2 separate regions of the Rattus norvegicus genome follow, and region 2 is linked to region 1. The links are chromatin contacts, called in public Hi-C maps. All regions are on one chromosome and are shown on one strand. The core of a region is the stretch at or near the end of the contact, and the rest is flanking DNA. Distances in the headings are between cores, read along the strand shown.

What was found. A called contact is a pair of places that touch in the nucleus more often than the background predicts.
Region 2: a Hi-C map of the A7r5 cell line shows a contact between it and region 1, with 2.3 times the contacts expected there. The contact joins two enhancer-like sites. A contact is called at or near these places in 7 of 12 Hi-C or Micro-C datasets (the A7r5 cell line, the Rat2 cell line, Schwann cells and 4 more) and 1 of 1 datasets of contacts at active chromatin or transcription factors (oligodendrocytes).

Annotation. Positions count from the first base shown.
Region 1 is chr1:174,194,973-174,201,294 of GRCr8, forward strand. No RefSeq gene overlaps it. Among named protein-coding and RNA genes, the nearest start is that of Adm, 18 kb to the left of the region's middle. Within about 2 kb of position 2,654, at least 12 of the 93 cell types and tissues checked have an H3K27ac peak or open chromatin away from gene starts, as enhancers often do. A contact at or near this core is called in the A7r5 cell line, where this site is marked.
Region 2 is chr1:174,267,139-174,273,234 of GRCr8, forward strand. The region is part of intron 1 of LOC108349612 (a long non-coding RNA gene); the gene reads left to right. Among named protein-coding and RNA genes, the nearest start is that of Ampd3, 50 kb to the right of the region's middle. Within about 2 kb of position 1,488, at least 41 of the 93 cell types and tissues checked have an H3K27ac peak or open chromatin away from gene starts, as enhancers often do. A contact at or near this core is called in the A7r5 cell line, where this site is marked.

The DNA of each region.
Region 1 (6,322 bases), core at 1,404-3,903:
TCTTAATTCGCTGAGCCTTCCCTCTAGTCTGCACCTGGTCTTTCTCCAACCCAGAACAGAAAGCTGAAGCAGTGGATAAACTGGTTTAGCTCAGATAATTTACACGAGGAACCAGACGTGAGGATCTCTAATGTGTCACCCCCAAGTTCAATATTCTAAGATATTTTATTCAGGGAAAGATGAACATCAAAGAGCCCCATTAACACAGCCATCCTTTCTAAGCAGTTCCTCTGGGTCCGTGCTCCCCAGAACGTCCAGTTCTGAAACTTACAAGACCCCAGTTATTCCAAGACAGCACAGCTTGGAAAAAGATGCCTGGACAGAGAAGACTAGTTAATTTCAAGACTGCAAAAACCATTCTTTCTTTGGAGTAATGGAACGAGAACAAGGGGCATTTGACCCTTCCAAGATGTTTTCTTAATGCGAAATACAAGGTATGCACACGATCTTGTTTTCTGACAGATCCTTGAAAAAAAAAAATCTGGCGTCTGAACAATTCCTCTTAAAATACCAAAGACGGGGGCCAGAGGGGAACTTTTCTTCCTGAACAATGACCGAGAAGGGAATTCTAATGAATATTTTGGCACACAGATGTCATTTTCTGGCTCCTTCAGGACCCAAGAGCAGTGGGTCGTAATTAAAGTTGCTGATGGTAACTCCAGACAGTCAATCCAAGTGTTTTCTCTGTGCTGTCAATTCCCTGCATTAAATGATTAACTTCATGTTTGTGCAGTTGAACATACAAGCAGAGGGAAAATGAAATGTTGATATGAATTCTGGAACATTTCTCCAAAAGATATCATTTATTCCATTCAAAGGATTTGTACAATATTTTCCTTAGCTGATAAGTTGAATTGACCCTTTCCATGAAGAGAGCTGAGAGGCTCATCCTGAAGATGTCAAAATAAGATAGCATTGCCTGACTGCTTTCCTCTCTCCCTCTCTTTCTTGACAGGATCTCATGGAGTTCAGACTGGCTCTGAGTTCATCATAAAGTGGACGATGACCTTCAATGTCTCATCTTTCTGCCCCCACGTCCCTAGGACTGGTATGGCAAGAATGTGCCACCGCTTCGGTATCACCAGGGTGCACTGCTGGCGACTGGCATCCTAGGCAAGCATTGAGCCACACTCCCAGCCCCAAGATTATGTTTTCTGTAGGAAAGTAAAACCAGCTCATTCAATGTCTGAAGCTGAAGCCACACATCAAGTCACAGAATATTGTCCTCATTTGCTACCCCACCTTTCCGGAGGCTCTTCCAGGCTCTGTGGATGCTGCAAGTTCAATTATGTGACTTACAAAGGGCCAAGGCTGCTAATTTTTTTGTCAACTCAACTTTCAGAAAGAAAACCCACAAGTACATCTGTTTGCAAGATCTGTTAGGATCTTAGGAACCAGATTTCCAATTTTGTCTTTTTTTTTTTTTTTTAATAAATTTTGTTCCTTTTTTTTTTTGTCATGGGGAGGAGATTTATTGGAATTGAGGAGATGGGGAAGGAAGGGAGGTAATAGAGGGAGAAGAGAGAGAGAAAAAAAAAGAGCTAAATTTTGTTCCTTTTATCAAAATTTAGCAAAATCCTCCATCCTCCTTATCCCTCCCTCCCTCCCCCATCTTTCCCTCCACCTCCATCCCTCCAACTATCCCTCCATCTTCCTCCATACCTCTACCCTCCTCTAAACGATGTGTTTCAGTTTCTTTTTTGATGGAAACAAAGCAGCTAAGTCCAAGTGTTTCTGAGGAACCTGCCCAGAGCACCAAACTGACCATTCACAATGTTTATATTTCGAGCGTGTGTGTGTGTGTGTGTGTGTGTGTGTGTGTGTGTGTGTGTGTGTGTGTGCATGTGAGTGCTGTGTGTTTGCACGTAGAGGTAGAGGTCAGACCACAATATATGGAAGTTGATTCTCTCCTTCCACCCTGTGGGCCCCCAGGATTGAGCTCAGGTCTTCAGGTTTGGTATCGAGTACTCTTATCCACTGAACTCTCATCCACTAGCAGGCTCCAGTCACGTATTAAAGGTAAACTTGGATTTGCCCTGCAAAGCAATTCAACAAAGGACTGGCCTGCAAGATCCAACACAACACTATACTGCAAACTTTCCAGCTGCAGCTTGCACATTAGAAGCCAAGCATAGGACTATGTAAGGCAAGGAAGACTTGGGGCCAAGTGGGGGAGTGATCACAGCACTGTCAGCTCATGAGCCCAGTGCTACAGCAGCTGCTGGTTTTGATGGGACTTTCTGAGGTCTCTAATGTGCCAAGTACCTCAGTTTCAGGTTCTATTAATTCCCTTTCTCAGCCCCCACACTCTAGCTTTGGATAATATAATGGAGCAAAAACACGGTGCTGTGAAAACTCACTTGTTAGCCACTCGTCTACTTCACCATGTTTTTTGAGGGCCTCTCCGATGTGAAGAAGCCATGAACTAGCATGCCCTGACATTGGGCCACAGGATATGAGAGACTCAAAGCTGGAGGTGGAGTCTGCCGGGAGTTGCTGTCTTGCTCGGCTCACAGAAATCAGGAAGCCTTCTGGCTTTGGACAGGGGCTTTTGGGAGAGTCTCTTTTTAAAATTCACAGAGCCCACTGGAGATGACTCTACACTACCCACATGACAAAATGGTGGTGAGCCATCTCTAGGCCAGTGGGGTGACTCAGATGTGATTATGCCCTAACACTTTGTTCTCATTCCGTGCCAAAGAGTAAAAAAATGTAACCCTCTGCTGCCACCTGCTGTTTCCTTTGGAATACATTATTGGAATAATCTAAGCATGTGAATTGGTCTTTGCCAAATGTCTTGAGGAACTTGGGGGATGTGAAATGTATGTTTATATAATTCTGTACCAGCAGGTCTGTTATGTGCTAGGATAAATGGTAGGGTCCCATGGGTGCTTGCTGTCTTTTAAGCTAGTTCAATGGCTGTCTGTCCCATCCATTAGAATAAGCTTGCTGAGTCTCCCTGACCCCACCAAGGACCTACAGGGCCCTGCCCAGTGAACCCCTTGAGCAAGGTTCAATCCTTAAGAATTTGGGTATCTTCCTCATAAGGCAATTATGCCATATGAGCCATGATTGAAGGCTAGTTCCCGCACAGACTGTTCTCTGAAGGGTGTGTCAATGGATAGTATTCTTTGTGAATATCCCCTGCCCTGCCCCGGAAGTGGAAATGTTCTTCCCAGTAGAGCTGGCCAGCAGGCTTCAGCTCACATTTACTTGTGACGTCTTCAGATCTTATCTTATCTTCTTTGAGGAAACTGAGGCAGGTTAAGGAATTCCCAGAGAAGTGAAGATAACGCCGCCAGGTGGGAAAATCTGAGCTCAGGTTAGATGTGGAGACAATGGTGAAGAGTTAACAGTCATAAGCTTGGATAGTTCTGGTAGAGCCTCTTAGTCATCCGACTGCAGGCACAGAGAACAGAGATCACCTGTCTTGATAGTTCTAGAAAGTGGGATTTTCCTCTTTGCCATCTTCGGGAAGATGTACTCACACACAAGATCTTCTTTCAGTTGTCATCATTGACTTGAGGATTCTCTAAACAATGATCTTTTTGTTGGCAGAGATCAATGAGCCTGTTAGATGTATTTTCATATAAATCTCTTCTTTTAAAAGTCAAATCTCGTAGTTTTTAGTTGACATAAGTATTAAGGAAATGACCCTTAATAGTTCCTCCTATCAGACTGTGTCTGATAAGACCGGGTAGGCAATGGCTCATTACTCAGTGTCTTGCGCCACAGCTCCTAATTAGGGGCACTTTTGTTCAATGACTGAGTTGATCACCTATGTGCTCATCTGCAGAAGTCCTGGAGGGGGTGGGGATCATCATGGGGGAAGGGAGGAAGGAGTAGGAGGAAGGCTTCTCAGAATTACTCAGATAAACAGCTCAAGGTAGACAAACCATAAAGTACTAGAGTATGACAAGGAGACCAAAAGTTACACTATAGAGGCTTCAAAATACAAATGTATTGCTTATGGAGTAAGTATGGCTCTTGAGAAATTAACAAGAAAGTCATAGCACTCAAAATTCCTTCCTCCCTCCCGTGTCTGGTTCTTTAATTCTTGCCCTTGTTACTGTAGTTCACAAGCCTGTGTTGTGTTTATGTTTCTTGCTTATGTCCAGTTGTTCTTCTCTAGTGTTGTGTAAAGGCTTTGGGAATGTTCTAGCCTGGTTCAGCCATGGCAAGAGGCCAGTCACTAAAGCAATATTTTCTTGGGGGCTGATGTGATCTCAACAATGGAAAGTGAGGGAACCCAAGAAGGAGGGAAACCCCTGTACGTCTGGTGTAATGGTTTCAGCTTTCCCTTCTTCGAAGGATACTCTTGTAGTTCTCAGTTCTAGAAGATTCTGGATCATTTCACTTCTCTTCTTCAGGCAGGGACACAGATGTTCAATCGATAATAAGCTAAGTGCTTACTGGTACTCTTGCTTGGAGGAGCATGGGAGCCCACCATTTCTTGCATCTGCTGTATCCTTGCTCACCCCAGAAGCCTTAGCCGAAGCTCAAAGTTCCATCTAGAAAGTTCGGCCAGCTCCTTCACTCTGAGTTGGTGGAGACAGTAGGGATAGCAACTCAAGATGATCAGAAGGTTGGACAACTGATTGGTCAGAAGGATACCATAGCTGCAGCCTGACAAATGTTCCCATACAAGGGCGTGTGTAGACTCCATGATGAGCACGTGGACAAGGCCATGCTTCTCCAACATGCTTGCCTTTTGATGAGCAAGAAGTGTGCCAGGTGGTATCAGGGCGTGATTGTTTCCCATTGTTTTTTTTTTTTTTTTGGTTCTTTTTTTCGGAGCTGGGGACCGAACCCAGGGCCTTGCGCTTCCTAGGTAAGCGCTCTACCACTGAGCTAAATCCCCAGCCCCCCCCCCATTGTTTTTGATACCAGCCTTTATGCCTTCTGTTGTGTCTGGTAACTAAGATGCTGTTAAGAAAATACAGCAAGACTTCTCTGAGCTGAAAAAGAGCACTTTTGCAATTAGCCTTTTGTCCTTTCAGTCTGTTTCTCTTAGAACAAATGTAATCTTAGTCGCTACAGACTGTCTAAAATAGCTTTTCTGGTGAGTCACCTAAAAGTAAAGTTGCAGATACCCTATTGTTTTAGCCACAGCAAGCCAACTACTAGTTACACACACTGGGGGGGCTGGTGCTGTATGCTCACATGTATTTTGAGGCCAGCCTTAAAACATCCGAAGAGCATGAAATGCCTCAGACCATGAGTTGGTACTACACATCTCAAAAGTTCAATTTGCTGCAGAGGCAAAGGGTTTCCACAAGCTTCACGTTTCTCAGAACCCAAGACACGTGAGGGTTTTGCCGTCAGTAATTGCCCTCCCCCGCCCTGCACCCATAGACACAGGAGTGTGCACAGAACCTTAGGGAAATCTCCAGGAGGCCACGCAGAGGGGTCACCTCTGACCCTTGGTAGATGCTCTGAGGAAGAAAAGAAAGCTTTAAACAGAACATCGTGCCTCGGCTTGAAAGGTCATTATCTAGTTCACACTTACCTCAGAATCTAAATATTGTCTGAAAATGGATAAGTTTGCCAGGACCTCGAGCAGTGAAATCACTCAAAATAGCTCTTAGGAATCTTCAAGGCCAATGTGGCTCTGGCAGGCCATTGACACTCAAACCCATTGCTGCCTGTGAGGGAATTCGGCAAAGGTGAGACAGGGAGAGCTGCTTAAAGGAAGGGTTTTTACTCAGTAGTCCTGGAAAACTGCAGATGCCTCTCATTGTCAAGTGAGTCAACTTGATCTCTCTCCCCAATCAGCTTCAAATGAGGGAAGGGGACTGGCTCTTCAAATGAGTTCCTCAGTACTGCAAGCTTCTGAACAGTCTGCCCTGCCCTTCCCCCCAGCTGCGGCACTGTGTGGCGTCTTAGTACCAGCAGTAGCTACCAGCTTTACTTTGCTCCGGGCCGCACCCTGGATTGGCTAAAGCCAGGTTACCTCCTTCCAGGCAGCTGCAGGGTCAAAGTCCAGAGTAGTTCTTCCCAAATAAACAAGTCCAAGAAAGGCAGTTCCCAGCAGTGCACGAGGCTGCACTCCAGAATGCTGCTTATAAATCCGTCCTTTGGAATCTGGAAGACTCCAGGACTCAGGAGAAACAATGTTATACATTGTGGCAACATTCCCAGGCTATCCCATACCACTGAATGAACCCAGAATGGGTTTATAATAAAGTGTTCTGGACACACCATGGTTGGCAATAGAGACATTTACTGAGCCCTGTAGGATACAGTGTGATATGTGAATTCAAAGTTAACTCAACCCCTGCTTTGTAGGGGGTTGACTTAGAGGCTTCCACTCTGCATTTGA
Region 2 (6,096 bases), core at 238-2,737, 71 kb after region 1:
ACCACTTTATGCTCAAAGCTAAAGTTATCCCATCCAGCCATCATTCATCCATCCACTCATCATCTATGCATTACCTATACATCACTATCTATCCATCTAGGCAACCAGCATTCATCCATCCATCCATCCATCCATCCATCCATCCACCTGTCCATCCACCCACCCATCCATCCATCCGTCCATCCATCCGTCCATCCATCCATCCATCCATCCATCCATCCATCCATCCAGGAAGATTCTCTGCCAAGATTTGAGCTAGACAGTAGGAACATGGTGTGAGAAATGGTCTCTTCCCTCAAGGAATCTTGTTCTCTCTACCAAGCCCCAGTTCTGTCTCTCAGGACTCTCTGAAGTGCCTCCTTCCAATCTATGCTCATGAGAATCAAAAGCAGGGAAGACTGACAGGAAACATACAAGCATATCATTATTGTTAAAATATGCCTAACTCAAGTTGGCTAAATGCTCTGTAGGAAATAAAGGGGAGACCAAAAGGGAGCAAAAGGTTAGTAGGAAGGACCTACTTTGGATGGGTGTCAGCATAAACTCTTTTGGAGATGACCCTGAAGTTGAGATCTGAGGACTTGGTTAGAGGATCAACAACATACACAATCACACAGAAGGTAAAAAAAAATGTTAAGGCCAGATGTGATACACACCTATAATCCTAGTGCTTAGATGGTTGAGGCAAGAGGCTCAGGAGTTCAAAGTCATCCTTGCCTGTATTATATTTGTGACCAGCCTGACCTATATAGTGAAACACCCTCTTTAAAAAAGCCAAGGCTCTGAGGGAATAAAGAAAATATGTTACAGAAAGACCAGTTGAAGAACAGTCCAGAAAGAGTTGAATGAAGTGGGGTGACATTTGAATGCAGGAGACACAGCTGAAGAAAAAAGCTATGGGAAGACAAGTACTGGCCAGGAAGTTTCCATAAAGGTCTATCAGGAAGTGGATGGTGGCTTGGTCTCATCTCACAGGAAGTCCAGTTCAGTGAGCGAGGAGCCTTCATGCCTGACTCCCAGGTTGCTCGAACCTGAAGTCATTCGATGGAGGCAGAGTGGCGCCAAGCATCCAGAGATCAGCCTTGGTTGGTGTCTCTCAGAGAAAGCATCCGAGCAGCTCTAGCAGATGGGAGCATTGGGGAACATTGAAGTTGGGAGATGTGTTCACTGAGAAGAGGCAGAGCGGGAAGAGTCTTCTCATCCCATCCCCATAAACTGAACCCTAGCATCCAGGTCCTGCAAAACTTCCAGAGTACAGGGCTCAGGGTTTTGGGTTCTCTGTCATTCTCCTTTGAGGGTCCCTGCAGGCTCAGGGCTGCTCGCAAGTGATGAGTCTGCTAGGGCAGGGGAATTTTCCCTTCTCTAGGGGACTGGCTTTTCCAAGGATTGTTCTAAATTCCACTGGTGAGTCTTTGCTCTGTCCTGGAAACAGCTCCTCTTTATGTAAGCCCTCTCAGAAAGTGACGAATCCTGGAAGAATGCTTCAGTGTTCAGATGTAGCCCAGGCAGAGGGCACTGATTGCTGACGGCTTAGAAGCAGGAACAGAGGATGTGCCACGGGCAGAGCTGGAAAATGGATGCAGGTGGCCTCTGAGTCATCAGCTCTAGTTGGGGGGGAGGGGCACTCATCCTCCCCATGTTCCAGACAGAAAGGGGACATTGGAAAAGGAAGGGGCACGTCACTTCTGAGGGGTAGGAGAACACAGCGTGCCTCTCTGGCTTCCAGGTCAGGGGTGATTTCTTGCTGAGAGCTCTGAATTTGCTTCAGGGCTGAGCTCAGAGGACCTGGGTTCTTGATGCCCCCATTCTTGGCTTTAAAGGACACACCAGGGAGGGGAAGAGTTGTTTATGACTAGCCAATTGTTTCTGCTTACTAAACACAGAGATTCCCAAGCAACTTCTTCAGGGAGAAAGTCTCCACCTCCCCATTGTGGGTAATCCTAATATTTAAACAAGATCTCTCTTTCTTCTCCCCACCAGTGGAATCAGTGGTGGATAAGGGACAATAGTGTTGACAACAGCTATGGAATGTTGTTGGAGGGATAGAAAGATGGTAAGATGTGGAAACTCACTAAGAGTTTGGGTACTAGCCTGGGTTACAAAGTGTAACTGTTGTAAAAACCAAATACCAACCAACCAAACAAACAAACAAATAAAGCCAAAAATAGTACAAACATCAACTTTCAGAGATGGTTCTTGGTGGCTTTCTCCCTCATTGACCTTTCTCCTGTCCTCAACTACTTCACCTTAGTGTTAAATCCAGTTCTACCTCTAGGGATGAGGCAAGACAAAAGAGGCAGGAAGTTTAGTCATTGGCTTCTCTGGGTATATTGCAGCTCAGGAATGATGGGCCCTAAATCACTGTCTACAGAGCCCCACCACTTCCCTTTCTCCGCTCTGTCTGTTGAGGACTCGGGTCCTCACATTCTGAGCTACCTCCTCTTTAGAGTCTTGCAGAGTTAGGGCGCCTCTTCTGGACCAACATTTAGTGACCGCCTAATTCTTCAGTTCGTGCTTAGCCTACCTCTGCTACTTCTCTGCTCTCCCTTCTTAGTTTGCCCTGCCTCCGCTGGCTCCTTGCTGCTCTCCCAGTGTACCACCTTGGGAGCTCTACCTTTGCTGGCTCCTCTCTGGAGCTGCTTTCCTCACTCAGGGCTTCCTGGCCTACCTCCTACCTCCTTTCAAATGCCACTTTAACAGTAGCCTCTGTGCACCTTACACCAGCCAGACCCTCTTCACCTGCCTCTCTTGGTCCACTCTCCTTGCTGGGCTCAGTTTCTCTCCAGAGCCTTCTCTCAACATAGAAGACATTAGATCTCAATATGCAAGTTGCCTGTCTCTCCTAGAGTGCAATTGTCTCCTTTGTTGCTGCATTCCCAGCACCTAGAAGAAAGCTTGTTCCATGCACACAGTCAGTAAATATTTGTTAAATGAGCAAGTGAGTCACTGTGTGTGATGGAAATCGAGGTCTTGGTGACTATTTCGTTCTGATATGTAATCTTCGATGTGAATGCTTGTCGTCTGTGTCAACATTTTATTTTAATCAAATCCATTTTCTGGTAGCTTTCTCTCATGGCTGCAAGAGACTCCCTCAGCACTGGGCATGAGCCAGGCTGTTCCTGGAAGGATCACAAGGAGCAAATGCTCAACCTGGTACCCAGGGCCCTTGATGTCCTCAAAGTACTTGGTGCCACTGAGGGAAGCTAAGGTTGCACCCTTGTCTATGAATGAAGTAGAAGGAGAGAGTGTATTAATCAGGTTATCCAGAGGGATAGAATTCTGTGCGCGCCTGTGTGTGTGTGTGTGTGTGTGTGTGTGTGTGTGTGTGTGTGTGTGTGTGTGTGTCTGTGTCTGTGTGTGTCTGTGTGTGTGTGTGTGGAGAGAGAGAGAGAGAGAGAGAGAGAGAGAGAGAGAGAGAGAGAGAGAGAGAGAGATCTGAGTAATGTAGAATGCTTATATATACATCTCCTAGGGATTTTCACCAGGAGAGGTTTGTTCCAGAGAGTTGACACATGTCATTGTAGAAGCTGACACGTCTGTAGTTCTTGTTTCAAGGCAGACTGGCAGGGCAGAGATAGAGGCAGTCTCTGTGTTGTAGTCTCAAGGCCAAACTCCTGCTCTAAAACACAGTCTTTGCTCTTAGAGACTTAGGCTCATCAGATAAAGCCTACCACCCGATGGCATGTGATCTGCTTTATTCAAAAGTCTGCTAGTTTAAAGGGTTATTTATTTATGTTATGGGCACGGGCATTTTGCCTGTATGTACATATGTGGACCATGCGAGTTCCTAGTACCAGAGGGCATCAGGATATGGCATTAGGTCCCCTAGAATTGGAGTTACAGGCTTGTATGAGCTGCCACGTGGATGCTAGGAACTGAGCCTAGGTCCTCTGAAGAATCAGCTAGTGTTCATAACTGCTGAGCCGTCTCCCCGAACCTGAGTCTACGGATTTAAATACTAATCTACCTCTACAGCAGTATCCAGGCTGGCATCTGAGCCTGCTGGGCTCCATTCCCTAGCTTACAGAAGTAGCGGCCCTGGGGACCCAGTGTGGCGGCAGTGCAAGAGCGAGCAGTGCAGAGCGAGCAGTGCAGAGCGAGCAGTGGCCTGGCAGCTGCTGTGTGTTACAGTTAGGAGTTGCTGCTAAGGTTCTTCTGGGGCAGTGAGATCAGTGTTCAAGAGGGTCTAGGAAGGGATGGAGAACTCCTATGTGGTTCTGGCTTAACCCCTAGTGTGGCCCCATTCAACAACTTTCGGCTCACTTCCTTTAGAGTGGAAGTCATTACCCATAGGGAATGGAAGTCAGGGAAGCCAGAGGGTGCCTGGCAGCTCAAGGGCTGCTGAGCACAGAGGACTGGGGACAGCTAGGACCTGAAGGTCACCCAGAGCTCAAGGGTAGGCTAAGTGGAAACAGGGATGTGGGAGGGTGGCCTGGAGGCTGCACTCATTAAGAGAGTGGCTTGCAGCTGGTTCCTCTTGGTGACCTCGTCCCAGGCCCACACACACTGGGGTTGCCCTGCAGGCTCCCCACCTTCCATGACTTCCTAAAGAGAACACTTCCTTCCTGCTGTCCTCTGCTCCTGGTCTAGTTTCCTCAAGGTACTTTCTAAGCTATATTGAGGGTGCTGATGTCGGCCCCACCGTCTCCAAGAGACTATGATTTCTTAGGGGCAGCTTTGCCCTTCTATCAACCTTGGGTCTCCTGGGCCCTTGTATCTCTATTTATATCTAATATATACATGTATGTATGTATATATATATATTATCAATCACCTCACAGTTTACATATTCATTAACTAATTAACATATCCACAATCTCCAGTCTCTCTTTCTCCTCCTTCCAATTTTAGGTTAATACTTAACTCCCACTCTCTCAACAAATTTACAGTGTAACATGCTCTATGCTGGATTTCTCTATTTGTCCCATAAAGCCACAACTCTATGCCCTTTGACCCTCCCACTGTTGTCGCTCACTATTCTCCTGCTGCTATATGTTGACTGATTACATTTGTTTGTTTATTCAGAATGTGTGTGTACACCACAGTGAGTATATGGATGTCAGAGGACAACTTTTGGGATCCGTCTCCTCCTTCTACCATCTAGGTTCAAGGAATAGAACTCAGACCACTTGGCTTGGTGAAAAGCACTCTTAACCAACTGAGCCATCTTACCAGCTCTATTGTTCAATTAAAAAACAAGCCTGGATCCCATACATAACGGGTTTCACGCAACGTTTTTTTCATTTGTTTAGCTTATTTCATTACAGCTCAATGTCTTTTAAATTTACCCACGTCATTTCAAATGACAAGATCTCCTTTTAAGATGCTGAATAATTCCATTGAAAACACTCGCATGCACACACACACACACACACACACGCACGCACACACACACACACACACACACACACACACACACACACACAGAGACAATTTTCTTTATCCAGTCATCTGTGGATGGACACTCAAGTTGTTTCCATGTCTATTATGAGTAGTGGGCACAGGGATGCAAGCGTCATTGTGAGGTGATGACTTCCTTCCTTCTCTGTGGGAAAACTTTGCTAATTAAGGTCAAAGTTCATCGTAACTGGCTAGCCTCTGAAATCTGCTCAAAATGGAGACTTCCCCACTCTTGCCTCTACTTGATCTTATAAACTAAGGCATCAATTAGTTTATAGGATCCATTCCCTTTCTCCTGACAAAACTTGTTCAGGCAGCACCTGAAATTCCCGAAATGCTTCCCCCATGCTAATGGGCATGTCAGGTACCCTAAGACCACAGCCCATCCTGGATGTCCCTACCCTCAGTCCCCCAAAACTTTGTAAGCCTTCAATCACCCTAAGTAAGGTTGATTGGTCTACTGGCAAGCCATCCCGGTGTGACCATTCACAGAACTTCTGAAGCCCCTGCCTCTCTTCCAACGTCTCTGCTCCCACTCACCGCCCTTGTGGAGCAGGGAGAACCACACCTCTTGGATGTGCCCAGAGGCTAGCAAATTGGAAGTTCTAGTTTAGTCTTTGGAGGCATTTCCATGTTGTTTCTTCCCCACAGTGTTTGGACCAGTTTTTCTTTATGTGTGAAGGGCCTCCCTTTCTC